2 separate regions of the Sus scrofa genome follow, and region 1 is linked to region 2. Evidence: chromatin contacts called from public Hi-C data. All regions are on one chromosome and are shown on one strand. Each heading gives the region's core, a stretch centred on a gene start, on an enhancer-like site or on the middle of the called end of the contact. The rest is flanking DNA. Distances are from core to core; before and after follow the strand shown. Region 1 holds the start of FOXM1 (forkhead box protein M1). Region 2 has its middle 45 kb from the start of TEAD4.

Region 1 (5,759 bases), core at 1,900-4,399, 120 kb before region 2:
CTTGAGGCTGGGGTCCTGGAGGGTGAGTTGGGGCTCCCCCACAGCTGATGAGGATAAATTTGTTGGGCCCATTGCTGCCACTCTCCTTTCCCTTGGCGGTCAGTGCTGTGATGATGCTCTGGATATTGGCATTGTTGGGGACAGCCACCACTTGGGTATTGGGCATAGTGGGATGGTTAATAATCTTGATCCCAGCTGGAAACTTGCAAGGGTTGGACTCTGCCACCTCCTTGGAGGCCTGCACTTGACTAGGCTCTTGTTGGGCAGGGGGCCTCTTAGGCTCCTCTTCTGATGTTTCACCTGGGGCATTTTGATCAGGAAGGGGCAGCCTTCGTCTTTTGAGAATCAGTGGCCGACGGGGGCTGGTTTTCATTATGAGTCTGTGCTTTCACTCTCCATTGAGAAATCACAAGCATGGACCCTGGAAAGTGCAAGAAAGAGCAGGATGTCAGAGATCTGTTAGGAGGTTTTGTTAGAGAGGGGTGTTCCTCTTCATGACCAGGAGGGTAAGCCATGGGCCCAGGTGAATGGTCCCTGGGCCTCTGTAAAGACTAAAGACAACAGGAGCTGAGTTCTACGGAAGCAAATAGAGGCAATTCAAAGTGAGATTGAGTTAGTTGTAGGTCAACATAGCCAAAGGTCTGGAAGCTTAAGAATGTTTGGCAACAGGAGTTCTTGTCGTGGCTCAGTGGTTAATGAAGCCGACTAGGAACCATGAGGTTGAGGGTTTGATCCCTGCCCTTGCTCAGTGGGTTAAGGATCCGGCGAGGCTGTGAGCTGTGGTATAGGCTGCAGACGCGGCTCAGATCCCGAGTTGCTGTGGCTCTGGCGTAGGCCGGTGGCTACAGCTCCGATTAGACCCTTAGCCAGGAAACCTCCATATGCCTCGGGAACGGCCCAAGAAATGGCAAAAAGACAAAAAAAAAAAAAAGAATGTTTGGCAACAGATACAAGTAGGGGAGCTACAAAAATGTGGAAATGCCTATTATTGCCTACAATAATTCAGATCACTTGCAGTGACTGTAGGGGTGGGAATGCTAGAATGGACATTCTGATAAGTCCCTGATCCCATAATCCATTCTAGTCTGGAGCATTTACATATATATATATATATATATTTTTTTTTTTTTTTTTTTCCAGCCCCAACTGCAGCATGCAGAAGTCCTGGGCTAGGGATCGAACCCAAGCTACAGGAGTGATGACACCAGATCCTTAACCACTAGGCCACCAGGTAACTCTCCTATATTTCTCTCTCTCTTTTTTTTTTTTTGTCTTTTTGCTATTTCTAGGGCCGCTCCTGTGGCATATGGAGTTTCCCAGGCTAGGGGTCGAATAGGAGCTATAGCCACCGGCCTACGCCAGAGCCACAGCAACTCGGGATCCGAGCCGCGTCTGCAACTTACACCACAGCTCACGGCAACGCCGGATCCTTAACCCACTGAGCAAGGGCAGGGACCGAACCCTCAACCTCATGGTTCCTAGTCGGATTTGTTAACCACTGTGCCACGATGAGAACTCCTCTCTTTTTTTTTTTGATCTTTTTAGGGCCCCACTCAAAGCATATGGAAGTTTCCAGGCTAGGGGTTGAATTGGAGCTACAGCTGCTGGCCTACACCACAGTCCCACAGTCACAGCAATGCCAGATCCTTAACCCACTGAGCGAGGCCAGGGATTGAACCCATGTCCTCATGGATGCTAGTTGGGTTTGTTACCGCTGAGCCACAACGGGAACTCCCTCTTTTATATTTCTTATAATATTTCACTTTATAAATTAAAGGATCTGTGCCCACAGAATCAGAGGAAAAAGGCAAATTATCCGTTGCACTATTGTCACACCACTGAAGGAAACATCTCCCAGTTCATGAGACCTCAGATAAAAGGGAAACTGCCCCCTTCAAGGCTCAGGGTACAGTTGTGCAGATCATGGCTGACATTCACTTAACAGGCTATTATCCTTCCACTGATTTAGGAAAAAAAAAAAAAAACATTTTCCCCACAATTTGCAAAATATTTATATGGAGACATTTTATAACTTGTAAGTACTTATTCATATTTTGATTTTCTAGGCATGCGACTCGATTAACTTTCAGAATCAAGACCATAATCCCTCTCTCCTAATAGAATGTGCTACCATCAATGTGCCCGGTGGTTCTGTAATGTTAATGGAAATCGGTTTTATCTTTTAAAAATTGTGTTTTGTTGATTTTAACAGATCCATGAATACTCTACCATAATGTAGAGTTGTGTGATTCTACTGAGAGGTGCTTTGAGAGACAGAGGAATAGGTTGTCTCTTTTTTAGGCTATCTGCAATCTCCCTAAAAATGATTGTCACACTCATATGACATTTGCCATCTGCTTAGAAGTCACAGACCTTCTCCACTCTGCCTCCTCCCTTTCCTTTACATCTAGGTTTCCTCTCCCTTCAAATCTCAGTTTTACCTCCACCTCCTATCTCTTCTGGCCTTCCTCCCTCCACCCATCAATCAGAAGACACTAGTACTGGCTTCCTACCCCTCACCCCAGGATATCTTTCAGGTCTAAAGTTTAATTTTCCTTTCTATTCAGACCACCCTCTACCTCCAATGGCCAATCCTTTCTAGCCCGGAACGGCTCCCGCGACCCCCGCGACCCGACCCCCATCCAGACCACATAGGACAAGGGTCTCCAGGACCGCGAGGAGGGCCCTGGGAAAGGGCGGGGTGGAGGCAGTGCAGCCTAGTGGTGAGGGCACCTGGGCGCAGGGACTGGGAGCTGGTCGGTGTCGGTTCTAAGCGGAGTGGGCTCAGATGGATCCCATCCGCCGTCTGCCAGAGCGAGCAGGCCGCCCTTCCTCCCAGGGAGGGCCCGGGCCGCTCCGCGAGAGAGGTGAGGAGGCCGGGAGGTGGTGCAGAAGCGCGGTGCAGCCCCGCCACCTCCCGCCGGAGCCGGCCCTCCGCGCCGTCTTGCCGCCGGGCCCCCGGGCCTCCCTCCTGCCGCCGCTCACCTCTCTGCACCGTCAGCTCTGGGCTCCCGGAGGCTCCGCGCTGCTCCCACCTGCAGGCCGGGCCGCGTCCCCGGGCTGCGGGGTGGGGAATCCCGGGATCCCGCCGCGGGGGGGGGTGTTGTCCCGGGCCGGGGCCGGGGGTGGGGTCCCGCTCCGGAGCTTTCAGTTTGTTCCGCTGTTTGAAATTGGCGCCGGCGGAGCGTTGCGGTCACGTGACGGGCGTGGCCAATCGGCGGCGGCCTTGTTTCCGCGATCCGCCTAGTCGTCTGGGCGGGCGCTGCGGTCCAGCCCGGCAGGTGAGGTTGCTCGGCAGGCGGGAGAGGCCAGTGAGGTGGCCCCGCCGGGCAGTGAGGTCGGCGGAGCGGCGGCGGGTGAGGCAGGTGAGCTGGGGAGTCGGGACCGCCGGCGAAGCCGCGGCGGGCGAGGCGGAACCTAGAGGTGCGGGCGCGCGGCTCTTGGGGAGGGCGCTGGAGGGCTCCGCTGCGGCGGGACGCGGGGACACTGGGTATCACGGGCAGGCCCCGCAGCCCTCCGGGCCCTGAGCAGTCGCCGCCCCGGGATCTTACCCCCTCAGCGACTTCCCAGCTGGTGGAGGGGATGGGGGAACTGTCCTCCGTTGACCTGCAACCAGCGACCGTCCGGAGCCCCTACCGGCCTTCGGGCTACTTGGGCGCAGTTGTGACCTTGTTCAAGCTCCCTCCTCCTCAAAATTTACATACAGGCCGCAAACTCCGCCTCGGCTCTGAACCTTCAATCCAAATCTCGTCCCCGGCCCCATGCTATCGTTTATATGTGGTAAATTACTTTATTATTAACTTAGGCAACACCTAAGTTTAGTTGAGCACCCATTGTGCACCAGGCGGCGCTAGGATGCAGTGGCAGAGGGGCCTTTCTCCTGAGCTTAAGGTCTGATGGGAGGAGAAAGAAGACATTTTCGAAGCAAATTACCTATTTAAACAAATGGAGAGTTCAACTGTGAGGTGATAAATTAGAACTCGGGGATCACATTGAGTATCTCCAGTAAGAGGATCTGGCCTTAAGGGAGGTGAGAAGAGCATTTCCCAGGAACTCATGCTTGGTCTGTGATCTGATACCTTTAGGCAAAGGTGGGAGGGAGACCCTCAAAGCAAAGGGTGGGAGGTGCTGCAGGGCAGTGTGGTAGGAGGGGAGGAAGGGAGGTCTGCACAGAGGCTGAAGCGTCTCTGAGGAGTGTGAGCTAAGAGACCTGTGCAGAGTGCGTGTGAGATGAAGCTGGAACCAGAGCCTCAGGACCTTAGCCACCACTGAAAAGTTTGGCCCTTACAGAGAATCAAAACATGTTAAGCAGAAGAGAGTCAGGATTAGATTTGCAGTTTAAAGAGTTCACGGAGGGGTGTGCCTGAGTAGGCCAGTTAGGCTATTGCACTGCCCTAGGCCAGAATTGTTGGAACTTGAAGGGTGTGGGGGCCAGAGGGAGTAGGAGAAAGAGGAGTAGGGTAATGTTATTATTTTTCACAAAGGATTACTTTTATCAAATTTTGGGTTGAACCTAATAAACAAGTCTCAGAAAAAATAGATGGCCACTAATGCTGATCCCAAGTTTAGTACTGAACTATCACTAAACCCTATAATTCTGTTTCCCCCCCTTACAAGTATAAATTGACATAACACATTATATTAGTTTCAGTTGTACAACATAATGATTTGCATTTTGTGTGTGTGTGTGTGTGTCTTTTTTAGGGCTGCATCTATGGCATATGAAAATTCCCAGGCTGGGGGTCAAATTGGAGCTGTAACTGCTGGTCTACATCACAGCCACAGCAACACGGGATCCGGGATCCGAGCTGCATTTGCGACCTACACCACAGCTCACGGCAACGCCAGATCCTTAACCCACTGATTGAGGCCAGGGATCGAACCTGAGACCTCACAGTTCCTTGTTGGATTCGTTTCCACTGTGCCATGATGGGAACTCCCTTGTTCTCTTTTCTTCATGCAAGTTTTTCTTCACATCTTTTCAGATAGGTCCTCCCAACCAGCCCTAGGTCTAAACAGCCCTAGGTCAGCTCAGCCCTTAGGCCATTTCCCTTTTATCTGTACCTCTTATCACTTCCCAACTAGATGTAAGCGCCACGAGGGCAGGGATTGAATTTTGTAATCTGGTAAATATTTTCAGCACATGTAACAGTGCCCAAAAAATAGTCATTCTGTAAATATTTATTGAGTAAATGAATGAACAAATGGATGTATTTATTACCTATGTTCCCCCTAAAATATTAGGGTACCCTCTACCCTTGAGGGTAGAGACTTAGTCCTTATTTTTCTTTACCTGCATCTCCACTGCTTAGTGACATGAGGGATGTTGCTTTTTTGTTGTTGACTGAATGGATGAGTCATGGCTGTATAGTAGAACCAGTCTGCCCTGCTGTGTGGACCTCTGGGATGCCCTGCCCTACCTCCTACTCTTCTGCCCACTGCATTCAGACTTTGGTCCCACCAACCATTGATAAGTTCTTACTAAAACTGATCTGGGGAGTTCCTGTTGTGGCTCAGCGGTAATGAACCCAACAAGTATCCATGAGGTTATGGGTTTGATCCCTGGCCCCGATCAGTGGGTTAAGGATTCAGCGTAGCTGTGCTGAAGGCTGGCAGCTATAGCTCTGATTTGACCTCTAGCCTGGGAACTTCCATATACCACACCTGTGGCCCTAAAAAGAAAAAAAAAGCTGATCTGGTTCTAGGTTCCCTGGATGCTTTTTCAGACTTTGTATTGCTTTGTGGGTCCTGCTGACCCT
Region 2 (5,639 bases), core at 433-2,932:
CACATATAGATATTCAAACACATACACAGACACACACACGTACATACGTACACACTCACATACAGACATGCAACACACGTACATACACACTTTCAGAGAAAAGCTCTGCTCTGCTGTCCCTCACAGGAGGCAGAGGAGGCCTCAGGCTCCTGGTTGGGCAGAAGCTTCTCTGGCAGAGACCACACTTTTGGTCATTGCTCCTCCCTGGGAGCAGGGACGGGGAGGCAGGTGTTCTTAATTGAGAAACCAGCTTCGTGGCCCATTAGGGCGAGAAGGCGGGTCTAGAGCCCCAGGAAAGGGTCTGGAAAGGGAGGCGTCAGCCACACTAAATAAGAAACTGTCCGGAATTGGGCTTTTGTTTTACTTCCCCAGAAAGATGGGGTGAGGTGGGCACGTATCTTCTCAGAAGGCTAGAGCCCAGCAGGTGGATGCGGCTGGGTGCCTTTGAGCTCATGGGTGTCTAATGTTCAACTTGAGGTTTTTTGTATTTTGCTTTGTAAACCCTCTTTGTCTCCCCACATCTTCAGTAAAGTCTGCTACACACACAAAGGCCTTTGTCAAGTGATTTGTTTTTTTATGGAAATGAAGGAGCCCCATGGCTGTTGATAAAGCACAAAACACAAAATAGCAGCCGCAGAGGCATCTGAACTGGACCAGCCAGCTGGTGGGAGCAGGAACTCAGAGCCGCACTCCGGGTAAAGTTCTAGCCCGTCCGGGGAGGACTGTGCCTCAGCTGCTATCCTGGCCAGGAAATCCCTTCCCACCTCCTGAGAGGCTCCTGATTCTGAAAAACCCAGATTGGAATCATTGGGTTCCAAGAGCGGTCAAGGCCAGAGGTTTAGGCAGGGCTTGGCGGGATGTGGTCCCCAGCTTGGTCTCTTAGGAACTTGACGTGGGAACCAGCGGGCCCGTAGGACTGGCTGGGTAGCCAAAATCAGAACCACGGATAATGGCCGATCGGTGAGCCTGAAGGCTACTTGGTCAGTTCACCCTGTGCAGCCCGGCTCCCAGGACCCTTTGTGGCAGCATCTGCTCTCCGTGCTCCCCAGGAAGCCAGGTCACCTGCGGATGGTGGCTGTTCAGGCAGGTACGTGGGCGACCTTGAAGGACCATATGCCAGCAGTGGTGAGAGTTTGCCCCGTCTCCACTTTGGGAACCTAAATTCTCCCATCTAAGGGTAATGGGCTCTCAGCCACCCAATACCATTCCCGCACCTCAGGTCAGGGAGCCTGGGGACAGCACCGGCCCCAGGTTTTTCTTGGGGCTCAAGTCTTCAGGTAGCTGGGCATCACAAGTGGGCTCAGGGTTTGGGATCGGGGGAAAGAGGGTAAGGGGAGAGCAGGCTGGGAGCACGCGGTTGTCCCCCCCAGAGCTTGTCCTGGCTGGTGTGGCCCGCGGCAAGCATTTATTGAGCACAGGCTGTGTGCCAGGTGCTATTTTGGGTGTGAGGGGGGTGAGGCTGGGGGATATGAAGGCATTTGCTCTCATGGAACTTCTCTCCCGGTAGGGGAGACCGATCCATAGTGAGCAATAAGAAAAAGTAAATAAACAGGAAAACAGCAGGAAGTGATTAGTGCTTTGACGAAAGTAAAGCAGGAGGATGTGTTAGAACAGGGTTTGGCCGTATCCGGCCCTCTGCTTGTTTTTGTGTAGCCCTGGAGCTAAGAATGGTTTTTAAATGCTTGGAACAAAATCTAAAGGAGACCAGTGCTGTGACGGGTGACGGCGGTCTGCAGTTCAAGTCCCAGTGTCGGGGAAGAGAGTGTTACTGAAACAGGCTGTGGTCACTCTGACCCGATAGCAACTTTCCTGCTATGACACGGACTTGAGAGGTGGTGGCAGAGACCACATGTGGCTCACGGTGGCCGTTCCCAGGAAAGCTTCCCCATCCTGGCTTATGGACTAACTGGGGAGCTTCCTCTGAGCCAGCGTCTCCAGGGGTGACAGCGGGAATGACTTCCAGGGTACCGAGGTGGGAAAGAGGGGCAGGAGGGGTGATATCATGTCCCTGCTTCATGGGGCCACAACTTCACCGAGTGACTGGAGGGAAGCAATGGTTACAGGGATGTAGTTCCCGCTCTAATCTGACCTGTTCCCTCTGGTTTATTTCAGCCTTTGTCATATGTGCTTTTGCTCAGAAGCCCGGTTGCTTACCTCTACTTAAGAGGGGTGCTAATGCCACTGGGAGGCTCTGACCGGGTGGCAGGGCTGGGAGGCCAGCTGCCTCTGTGACCATCAGAGGGGCTCTCACTTTAGGGTGCAGATTTCTTAGCCCCCCCAAATTACTTTATTGATTGAATTAAAGTTTTCAAAATTCATCCCCAGTATGTTCAGTTCAGGGTTAAATATCACATTTGTGGCACTTTTTTTTTTTTTAACATTCTTTTTTTTTTCATATCATATTCTTTTCCGTGATGGTTTATCATGGGATACGGAATATCCCCTGGCTATACAGTAAGACCTTGTCGTTTCTCCCTCTGTAGACAATAGCGGATATCTCCTACCCCCAACTTCCCCGTCCATCCTTCCGCCATCCACCTCCCCCTTGACAAACACAAGTTTGTTCTCTATGTCTGTAAGTCTGTTTTTGTTTCGTAGATAAGTTCATTTGGGTCATTTTTTAGATTTCGCATGGAAGTGATATGGTATTTTTCTTTCTCTGTCTGCCTTACTTGGTGTGATAACTTCTAGGTCCATCCATACATTATTTCATTCTTTTGAATGGCTGAGTCGTATTCCATTGTGTATAAGAACCACATCTTCTTTAAGGTTGCAGATTTCTTTGGCACATTTCTTCCTGGCCCACTCAGACTCTTGCTCTGGAGAACTGTCTGGCCACCAACATCCTGGGAGCCAAGCGGGAGAGAAGGCCTAGGGTTGCCCCCATGTCCAGTATGGGTCCCCTGTGCTGCACGGGTCTCTTGTGTTCCACTGGACCTGGTGTCCCCCAGCCCAAGGACCCTCTGTGTCACCCTCTCTGAGGAAAAGAACTCCTGCCTTCTGCCTGAGCTGGGAGGGACAGCCGTCCTGTCTTCATCCCACCTCCAGAGATCCCTGGTGCGGTCAGTTCTCGACGCTTGGTGAGTTCATTGGTAGAAGCCAAGTTCCTTTTTGGTTTCTCTGGGTTAGGATGCAGCTTTCTCTATCTGCTAAGGCAGCTGCCACCCATCCTCTTGTTTTCCAGTTTCTGGATTTTTGTTCCTTTCCTCCTGTTCTCTTTGTCTTTTAGGGTTGACGCCTTAAAAAAATTCCCTATATGATCACCTTAGAAGGGTCTCGGGAGGGGGGCAGCAAAGTAGGGGTATGTATTGAATCTACCACTTTGTGTCGTTAACTTTATTTATTTATTCAGTTAAATTTTTTCTTAGGGCCGCACCCATGGACGGCACATGGAAATTCCAAGGCTGGGGGTTGAATTGGAGCTACAGCTGCCTGCCTATGCCACAGCCATAGCACATGGGATCCGAGCCACTGAATGAGGCCAGGGATCAAACCTGCATCCTCATGGATACTAGTTGGATTTGGTTCTGCTGCGCCACAATGGGAACTCCCTGTGCTGACTTCTTTAAAATGTCACTCTGGCTGTTGTGTGGAAGGGGAGAACAGAGGGACCCAGTTAGGAGGTTACTGCCAAGTCAACGTAAGAGACAGTGGTGCTCTGGGCGAGGGTTAGCGGTGGAGAGGAAAGAAAGCCAATGACCTTGAGATGTGTTTTGAAGATGACCGCTGTGATTTACTGAGGCTTGGGTACAGGAGAGCGGGAAAGTGAGGAATCAAGATTAAGTCCAAGTGTCCTGGCTCAAATCACATGTTTACGGTGATGGGAAGGTCTTGGGAGGAGCAAGTATGTGGGAGGAGATCAGAGTTGAGTTGAGATCCCTATTAGACCTCCAAGTGGAGGTATCGGTAGCAGCTGCCCATGTGATTCCGGAATGAAGGGGAAAGCTCAGGGCTGGATTTAGGATTCATGGTGCCTGGGTTGGTCTGTAAGCCCTTGAGACTAGATGAGGCTACTCAGGAGGAGGGCTTGGCTGGAGAGGAGGAGGTATCCCCAGGTCTGCCCCCAGTCATTCCAACTTTTGAAAGGGAGGAAGAGGAGGGGAAAACCAAGAGAATGATGTTTTCTTTTCAGTAGTGAAGAGAAGAAAGCTCTTCCGGGGCGGCTGTGAGATGCTACTGACACGTAGGTGAAGGTGAGGACAGAGAGATGACCATTTGTGGCAGAGACTCCCTGGTTTCCCTTCTTCCTGAATAACAGGATCCCCCATTTTTAGCTAGGCACAGGGCCACTCAGAATAAAAGCCATATTTCTTAGTCTCCTTTGCAGCTAGATGAGGCTGTATGACTAAGTTTAGCCCATGGGGCTATGCGACCAAGTTTAGCCAATGGAGGAAAGCAGAACTGCAACTTCCCAAAGTGTCCTAATAGGGAGGGGGCGTGCTCTCCTTCAACCTCTCCTTCTTTTCAGTTGACTGGATTGTGAGGTGATGGCTGGATTTCCTGTAGCCACTTTGGCCTGTGTGACCTTCGGAATGGAAGTTACCTGTGGAAAGGCAACAAGATAAAAGGATCATGGGTCTCTGATTTCATGGAGCCCCATTATAGCTCTGGACAGGTTTCATATGAGAAAGAAATAAACTATCTTCTTTTTTTTTTTAGGGCCATACCCACAGCATATGGAGGTTCCCAGGCTAGGGGTCCGATTGGAGCTACAGCTGCCAGCCTACACCAGAGCCACAGCAACGTGGGATCCGAGCCACGTCTGTGACCTACAGCTCACGACAACACCATATCCTTAACCCACTGAGCAAGGCCAGGGATCAAACCTGCAACCTCATGGTTCCTAGTTGGATTCGTTTCTGCGGCACCATGGCAGGAACTCCTAAAATGTCTTCTTTAAATCACTTTTATTTTGTGTTTTTTTGGAATTAGCAGCCAACTTATTGCTAACTGATCCATCATGGGATCTGGCAATAAACATAGAGGCACAGCGTTTGAAGCATGAACAGCTGTAACAACAGCAACAGTAATACCACCCCTGACTCTTTATAGCACTTTTCAGTTTACAAAGTGCTTTCAAACACACTGTGTTGCTTGATGTGTGCGACTGCTCTGCAGCAGTGTGGGCATTCTCTTTGTAGACGAAGGCGCTGAGGCTCGGGGGAGGGATCACTCACTCCAGTCACCTGGTTACTGCCCCTCAGAGCTTCTGCTTCTACCCCAGTGCTCTGGCTCCTCACCCGGTGCTGGTGACCGGAGGTGGAGAGTAGGTTACGACGTGCAGGAAGTTCTGCCCCGGAGCCCGCCCGGTGCTGGGCAGAGAGCTAGAGACATTGGCATTAAGGAGCAGCAATGAAATCTTTCTAACCTCTTGGGAAAATACTTCTATTTCCACAAGGGAGGAGATCGTGGAGAATAATTAGAGAAGTAAAGATCAGACACCCACCAGCATTGGAGAGAAATGTGTTTGCCAGCTGGCGGGCTAGCAATCCCATTTTGGAAGGAACTGGGTAGCAATCAGATGTTCAGAGCAGGAGTCTGCCGAGCGTCTTGTGACTGTGGAAATGTTTTCTCCGTATCAAAGGGATCTGCTTCTCTTTGCAGATTCCCCTCCAGAGGCCCAGCCGAGAACTTTTGAA

What was found. Hi-C and Micro-C count contacts between places; a contact is called where the count stands out from the background.
Region 1: a contact with region 2 is called in a Hi-C map of retroperitoneal adipose tissue, with 2.7 times the contacts expected there. The contact joins the promoter of FOXM1 here to the enhancer-like site in region 2. A contact is called at or near these places in 3 of 5 promoter capture datasets (fetal liver, liver and skeletal muscle), 15 of 47 Hi-C or Micro-C datasets (alveolar macrophages, embryonic fibroblasts, fetal skeletal muscle and 8 more) and 1 of 2 datasets of contacts at active chromatin or transcription factors (skeletal muscle).

What each region holds. Positions count from the first base shown.
Region 1 is chr5:67,243,609-67,249,367 of Sscrofa11.1, reverse strand. FOXM1 (forkhead box protein M1) reads right to left here and starts at 3,149. Exons shown (of 8, transcript XM_005664082.3): 1 at 2,986-3,149; 2 at 1-421. The coding sequence starts at 373. It overlaps RHNO1 (RAD9, HUS1, RAD1-interacting nuclear orphan protein 1), which reads left to right and starts at 3,218. Exons shown (of 3, transcript XM_003126567.6): 1 at 3,218-3,365.
Region 2 is chr5:67,119,629-67,125,267 of Sscrofa11.1, reverse strand. No RefSeq gene overlaps it. Among named protein-coding and RNA genes, the nearest start is that of TEAD4, 45 kb to the left of the region's middle. Within about 2 kb of position 1,682, at least 8 of the 83 cell types and tissues checked have an H3K27ac peak or open chromatin away from gene starts, as enhancers often do. A contact at or near this core is called in retroperitoneal adipose tissue and subcutaneous adipose tissue, where this site is marked.